2 separate regions of the Rattus norvegicus genome follow, and region 1 is linked to region 2. The links are chromatin contacts, called in public Hi-C maps. All regions are on one chromosome and are shown on one strand. Each heading gives the region's core, a stretch centred on a gene start, on an enhancer-like site or on the middle of the called end of the contact. The rest is flanking DNA. Distances are from core to core; before and after follow the strand shown.

Region 1 (3,934 bases), core at 1,330-3,829, 120 kb before region 2:
ATATTTTTTGTTTTGTTTTTGTTTTTCAAATCTGCCCATTTTCGATATTTTCTTAGTACTGAGTTCATCTTTAAACCTTTTAAGTTACATTCCTTCCCACACACCCTATCTGCTCTAAAATTCAAAAGGTTATTAATGTCAACATTATGGCACAGGTAAAAAAAATCACACTGAAGAATTGTCTCATGCTTCAGACTATTGAAATATATACATTTTCCTCCCATGCTAGGGAGATGGGTGCCGGAAAGATTGCTCAGTATGTGAAGTCCTTACTATGCACACACGAGAACTGAGTTCAGACCTCTGACAACTTGCATAAAAGATAGCATGATAGAGCATGAAAGTCTGGGAAACTGGACAGATGGATACCAGGAGCTTTCTGCCCTATGACCCAGCCAATCAGGATAAACTCCAGGTTCAATGACAGATCTTGTCTCAGAAAATGAGGTGGAAAGCAACAGAGCAAAACTCCCATCTTTGTTCCCTACCTCCATATATGCCTGCAGAAGGATACAGATATACACACAAAAAATATCTTTTGTCTCTGTGTATAAAATCCTTATGAAATGAAACTATGTATTGATTTGGATTCCTAGTACCATTATTATTAGGAGTTTCTAAGAATATGAAATTTAAAATACGTTATGTGTGTTGTATTTATTCTTGAGTAATTAAAAACAAAAGAGTGATTCCTGGACTTAAGAGGAATTCTCTTGTTTTGTTTTGTTGTTACCTTAGTAGTCTTACATTTCTAGGTTGCTTGTCCTTTTGTTCTTTGAAATCAGAAGTTAATGCTAAAATAGTAGTTTATTTTTGTCCTTCTTTAGCTACAATAAATCCTAGGGTATTTATTGTTTACTTGCTTGGACTATTTAACATTGTCATGGCAAAATAATGAATTCATGATAATTGAAAAATAGGTCTATTCTAAGAGTGAATCTCATAAGTTTTGTCTTGTCTTGTTCTGAGTTTTTCATACAAAGCCTTTGTGACTCTAGTTTTCCTCCAATTCAACAAGATCCACTTACCTCTCCCTCCTGAATGCTGAGATTACAGGTGTGAGATACCATGGCCAGCAAGTTCGATTTTTAATTAGGCATTTTTTCTTTTGAGGTTACTTTTCATCCATGTGCAGGTGTAAGAAATAATACAGAGGAAAGCCTGTTGTACCCAAAAATACCATATGACATCTTAGTCAGAAAATTGAAATTGGTGCAGTCCACCCATGTTTTTCTCAGATTTCCAAGTCTTACACATATTTATTTATGTGCATATACACTTAATTCTAAGCAGTTTCATAAATATTGGTTCCTATTCTTATTACAGTCAAGACACAACAGCCTAAGAATTCATTTCAGAAAGCATGACCTATTAGCAGTAAGGCGTTTGGCAATAGGATGTCCAAACAGGACCTGTCCTTGAAATATACTTGGTTTATTCAAACAAAGATTCCTTATAAAATCATGATAATATTAAAAGTAAACAGACATTTCCCAGGTGGTGAACAGTTGTTTGGGCAGAAATGCTGCTGCAGAGTTCCAATGGGGATTCTTCTCCTTAGGACTCTCAGAAGCTTACAGCCTGCACCCACATTCCCCATGATGTCCTTTAGTTGTGGCAGGCTGTAAGGATGGCACTTCAGGGAAGTCTTTGAGGTCCTTGAAAGCATAGGCCAATCTCAATTGCTAGGGCTGACAAGTGGGTCACCAAGGCCAAGGCCCTCTGTGCACAAAGTCTCAGGTCCTCCTGCCAATGAGTATCAGCATAGAAACTAGAGAATTCATGTTTGGGGAGCAGTGTGATGCTAGAGACCATTTCCAAAGTTCCAATTTTTGTATCATTTCATTGGATGTAGCTTTGTGCTCTCAAGGCTCAGAGCTTAGGACTGGATATCACTAGCATATCAACACCGCCTTGGAGTTATGTCATTAAAATTCCAAGGCCTGTACTGAGCTAGGCTCTTGTCTAAGGTACCTGTGCTACCTGCGCTGCCTAGAGCTACCTCACAGCGCTTATCAGAGCTGTTGATTGCAGACTCACTCACCATATCATTTCAAGTCATGTAAAATGCTGTCTAGGTTTCACAAAATGGTTTATATGCTCCTTATATCCATCATGGTGCCCTTTACCATATCTACCTTACTCTCCGTGCACATATGTAGTAGACACATAGTCCTTTATGTGTTTACTACAGCTTAGCAATTTAACTGATGAAGTTCATTCAGGTCATTTCCTAGTAACATTACGAATAAAGCTTACATGGTCACCAAGAAAAAAGACTGAAATAGCAATTCCTTTATCATTTCAGTTCCCACTTACAAGCAGTCTGAATGACAGTAGGTGCTTGCACAAGAACTTTCCCATTAAGCCATCTCCCCAGCCCTGATTTTTACAGATGTAAGATCCGTATGAATAAGTAGACAAAATTGCAAACTAATGAAGGACAGAGTGCCAATTATTAACATTCAGCTTAATCAGTGTCCCGCTTGGTTTTTATATCAACTTCACACAAGCTAGAGTCATCTAAGAGGAGAGAATTTCAATCAAGAAAATGCCTACATAAGATTTGGCTGTAGGCAAGCCTGTAGGACATTTTCTTGGCTACTGATTGATGAGGGAAGGCTCAGCCCGTTGTGGGTGGTGCCATCCCTGGGCAGGTGGTGCTGAGTTCTTTAAGAAAGCAGGTCAAGCAAACCATGAGGAGCAAGCCATTAAGCAGCATTCTATGGCCTCTGAATCAACCACTGCTGCCAGGTTCCTGTCCTGCTTGAGTTCTGTTCTGATGCTTTTGGTGTGAACTGTGAAGAAAATAAACCCTTTCTTTCCAAGTTGCTTTTGGTCATGATGTTTCAATACAGCAATTGTAACCCTATCTAAGATGATCAGTAATAAGTATTAATTAAATGAGTACCATTTTTAATATTAAAATTGAACTTGGTACAGGTCATGAACTAAAGTCTGCACAACATAGCTGAGTGAGATGGCACAAGTTTTTGAAGGCATTTTGGGAAAATGTAAATATCTGTAGTTAAGTGGTTCCAGTTTGGGGAAATTTGTGTTTAAGGAAAAGTCACAAATATTGCTTTCAGCAGAATTCCATGAAATATATAAGATGTATATCTTTGTTTTCATTAATAAAGCCATAAAAGGTATGAGCCCCTACAAACAACAGACACTGAAGTATTTTGGACAATGCTAGATCTGGTCCTGTGAGTAACACTAAATGCAGGAAGATCTTGACAGCCTCAAGTTCACTGAGCAGCATAACATACACCTGTCATCCTGGCACTCAGGTGACAGAGCTAAGAGGATCAGGTGTTCACAGCCAACCTGGGCTACAGGAGAACCTGCCTCAGAAAAGAAACAGTGCTAGGGAAATAGCTCCCTGTTAGAGCACGTGCTAGCATGTGTGGGGCCCAAGTACTGCACAAGCTTTGCTATAAGTAAAGGTGTAAAATTTCACAGCTCAGAGACTGTGTGTGTGTGTGTGTGTGTGTGTGTGTGTGTGTGTGTGTGTGTGTGTGAATATATCACAAATATAAATAAATACTATGAAACTAGTACATGACTTCACTGATAGGAATGATTGTTGTTGAAAAATGGCAAAGTGCATTTTATAAGATGACGAGTCATATGAAAAAGTAGGACAAAGGATCTCATGTATATTCATAAACAGTAGCATGTTCCTATAAGAATGGAATTTTTGCTTTTGATTGCTTTTTCCCCGTTCTCTAAGTTGACATATTTCATATTATAAAAATAAGTAAAGCCATTAAAAACTAAAATCAAAAACTATTAAAAGGCATAGGTAGTGAGGAGCCTCAACTGCTGATCAAAATATAGCAGAGTCTTTTATCTCTAAACTCCCCCCTTTAATAAAACAAAAAAAAATTGAGATCTCATTAACAAAATTGTAACAATTTTGGAACAACCA
Region 2 (3,807 bases), core at 753-3,252:
CTTTTAGTTGTGATCCTACCAGGCTCCAAGGGAGAGTTTGAAACCAACAAATGGGAGTGGTTAAGCTAAACGGGCCACAAAGCCAACCAGAACGTCATGAGTCCGATTCCATAAGGACTAGAGGGAGGTAGAAGGAGATGAGGGGCGAGAATAACCATTGTCAAGGAGTAAGCAAAACAGAATTATAGGAGTGGAACTACCTCATGAAGAGTTTGCAGGGAGACACTGCTCCTGTCAAGCCTTCAGGAGACACCGCAACTTCAATTCCTGTTTTGATAAGTCTAGCGGTAGACGCAGAGCTAAGCCACACCCATTTTCCAGACCCACAAAATGGTGAAATTAATGTCGTTTCGAAAAGTTTAGGTGGAATGTTAAATAATTCCTTGGGACAATCTAGTGGCACAGAGGTGGACTTGAACTGAGTCTGTAAACCTTAATCTCAAACCCTGGTCATTTCTGAATAATTCGTGCAGACTATGCCTCCTGGGCCTCACTTCCCTACCTGTAATACCAAAAGGATATCAGCTTTTCTTAAATGGAGCAGTTTAAGCCTCTATTAATTCTACTGTTCTTCTTCTTTTTTTTTTAACGTTAAAATAAATACTGATAAAAATCACAAGAACACACGCTGGGCCAGAAGTAGTCTAGATTGCTGGAGGCTTTCCAGCTTCCTCTTTCTTTTGCTTGAAACTATCTGTCCTCAGTCCTGTTTTACCTCTTTCCCTCCTACCCCAGTCCTTCTCTACCACTAGCCAATCAGGGTTAATATACTTTTATGGCTTTTATATGTATCCGTCTACAACGAAAGCCGGACTACTTGACTCCGAAGGGCATCAAGTCTGGAAAAGCCGCTGCCCCTAGCACTATGTGAACAGAGCTCAGGGACCCTCGGCCTGAGTGCTTCAGAGTTATTTTAGAAAGTGGGTGTGCCTACATCCCCCTGCAAAGCAGCTTCTCAGCAGAAGCGTCGCATGGCTGTCTTGACTCTCCCAAGTGAGCGGCTGCATTTGCATTGGCAAATTAATCCCGCTCAAACAGAAAAGAAAAATAAATCGCCCCAAACCTCTCCAGCCCTCCTCCACCCTACCCCATTAACTTCTCCTCACCCCTCTCTCCTTTCCCTTTCCTTCTTCTTTCCTTTTATCTTCTCTTCTCTTCTCTCTCTCTCTCTCTCTCTCTCTCTCTCTCTCTCTCTCTCTCTCTCTCTCTCTCTTCACCTCCCGTTAGCCCTCTCCCCTCGAGGGAAATTGAGGGGACGGGGAAAGGAAGAGCTAAGGAAGGGAAAAGTAAGGGACAGCCCGGGTGCTTGGCAGCGGGCAGAACAAATGCCCACTGGCCCGCCTACGTTCCAAGCTCTTTACCCAACCTCTACGGGTTTCTGTGCTCGCAGCCGACGGGTGACCTCAGGGTCAGCGGGGTCCCCTCCCCGGAGCTGCGCCTGGCTCTACGCCAGGCTCCCAACCCTGCCGCCCGCGCCGGTCCCGCCCCGCGTGGCGACTTTTCCCTTTGCCTCTGCCTTCGGGTGGCCGGCCCTGGGTGGGGCAGCTGCTCTGGCAGGACGGTCCTCTGTCCTCCGATCGCCTAGAGCCCGGGCCACCCGGGGGGGGCGGCGCGCCGAGCCGCACCTGAGCCTCAGGGGTAAACTGAGGCCGGAACGGCGCTGCGCCTTGCCGCAGGCTCCGGAGCCTGGTGATCTCAGCCTCTCCAATCCCGCGGGCCGGGATCAGCCGCCACCCGCTCGCCGGAACCCTTCGTCCCAACTCTTGGGAAAGTTCTCCGCCGGGCGGAACCTGCCGCCGTCAGCCGCGCCCCTGCGCGCGGGACCTACTCTTGAACTCCGCGGCGCGCGCCCGGGGTCCACCTTGCGCCGCCCCGCGCGCAGAGGACGAGCAGCTGCCAGGAAACCCTATGAACTCTCCAGAAAGGGCGTGACGAAGGGTCCTGCGGGGCGCGGTCCCGAAAGCCCCGGTCCCCTTCGGTGGAGCTCACGGACAGCACGGCAGAGGAGCGCTGGAGGATGAGCGTGCGGCCTCTGGGAACCTCCATGCGGTAATGCGAGCATGTAAGTCGCCTCCCAGCTCGGAGCCCATCGCATCTCCATCTGTGTCCCCTTCACCCCTATAGCGCAGCGCTTCCCAGAAAGGTACCAACTGCAGTAACAGAAGCTTCTGTGTGCCTCCTCGAGGCACCCGGGTGTGGGTATTGCCCAAACGGAGCCCGGGCATGTGTGTGCAGCTTTCTTTCCCCCTTTCTCCTCTTGAGAGAGGTAAACCTCACTTTCGCGCAGTGGAAAGAATAAGAACGGCAGGGCTTCAAGTATGGGGGAAAACGTGGTTTTGATTCAGATTAAACAAGGAGGAGCTCACAGTGTAGCGGCTTGCAGGGTTCTGGTCCTGGCAAGCCAGCACTGCCCGGATCAACAGCTGGGGAAAGGTTCTGCTGATCCAGAGATTGGCTTTCCGCTGTCACCTTTGCCTGGAGAAGTAGTTCTCAGAGCTCTAGATATTTAAATGAGTTTTTATCCACTTGTAACCTCCCACCTCGCGCTCGTTTCTTTGAAGAGCTCAGAAAAACGTTCTAATATACAGTGTTTATTAAAAAGTAATTAAGGAATGTGATGAGGGCTTCCTGTAGAATTACCAGTAGGAGGCATGGAGGAGAGGGTAAGGATGGTCAGAAAAAGAGTGAAGGCTTTTCCTAGATGGAGTTGCCATCCAAGTTGTCAAGTTGTGGGGTGGCTCAGAGGGACTTGGTGAAAGAGTGTCCTCACGTACCTCCTGGCCTGCCACACTGGTTGATGGTTCTCAGATGGGTCACTTTACCTTTGCGGTCAACTTAAACGTTACCTTTTCTCACACCGTATTCTCCCCCCCACCCCCCCCTCGGCCATTTGCTTTATTCCTGGGCCCACAGACTTTTAACCCACTTCCACTAACTTGTTGAGCAGTGATAGCAAATTGATCCTTCCCTCATTCCATTACTCCATCCTTACTTATTTCCGCTTCGATTTCCTCTTCCAGGTTAGCACCCAGGGTCTTCGGTGTTTATTCCTCTTCGCTGCTCTGTCCTGTCCGCATCCCCAAAGGCTTTTTTTTTTTTTTAAGGTAGGAAACAGAATAGAGCATACCAACCACGCCCTCCATGCTGTAGCTCTGATCTCTTCCCTGTGCCTTGTAATGAATACCACTTATATTTGTATTAAAACTCCATGTGAAGCAATGCCACACCTGTGACTTTTACAGTTTTGCTTATGCCAGTGGAATGGACGAATGGATAACTTGTAAGCATTTGTCTTGGGTTACAGCCAGCCTTGTAACATAAGACTCGTTCTCCTATGCAGGCAACAGGTTTGGAATGACGGCTAAGTTTGTTTCCAACTTCAGTTTTTCCTGCAAATACCCTGACTTTTCAAAGGAGATATTTAGTATTTAGGCAGCTTCCCTGGATGTGGAGAGGTCATGGGATTGAAAGCAGGCATGCCTGCCCACACGCGTGTGTGTGCGCACATGCATGCACACACACACACACACACACACACACACACACACACACACACACAGGAAATCGATCAACCAGTAACAATAACACTTTCTTGATAATGCAATTAAATTACCTAATCCATTTGAATTTGGTGTGATTAAATTTATGTCTTCTCAGGTTGAATCACAAGTCAGCAGTCATCTAAGACTTTTACCCTTGATTTAAATTTCTTTACCAAATTCTTTTGGTGGAGATTTTTTTTTGTGTCTTTCAAAAATGGTTATGTGTATTTTCTGTGCAGTGGTTTGAGATGTTTTAACCCTTTTT

The links. A called contact is a pair of places that touch in the nucleus more often than the background predicts.
Region 1: a Hi-C map of kidney shows a contact between it and region 2, with 5 times the contacts expected there. The contact joins the enhancer-like site here to the promoter of Adgrg6 in region 2. A contact is called at or near these places in 5 of 12 Hi-C or Micro-C datasets (the A7r5 cell line, the Rat2 cell line, Schwann cells and 2 more).

What each region holds. Positions count from the first base shown.
Region 1 is chr1:10,894,191-10,898,124 of GRCr8, reverse strand. The region is part of intron 1 of Vta1 (vesicle trafficking 1); the gene reads left to right. Among named protein-coding and RNA genes, the nearest start is that of Vta1, 4.6 kb to the left of the region's middle. Within about 2 kb of position 2,579, at least 1 of the 93 cell types and tissues checked has an H3K27ac peak or open chromatin away from gene starts, as enhancers often do. A contact at or near this core is called in kidney, where this site is marked.
Region 2 is chr1:10,772,070-10,775,876 of GRCr8, reverse strand. It overlaps Adgrg6 (adhesion G protein-coupled receptor G6), which reads left to right and starts at 2,002. Exons shown (of 24, transcript NM_001427850.1): 1 at 2,002-2,062. The coding sequence starts at 2,061.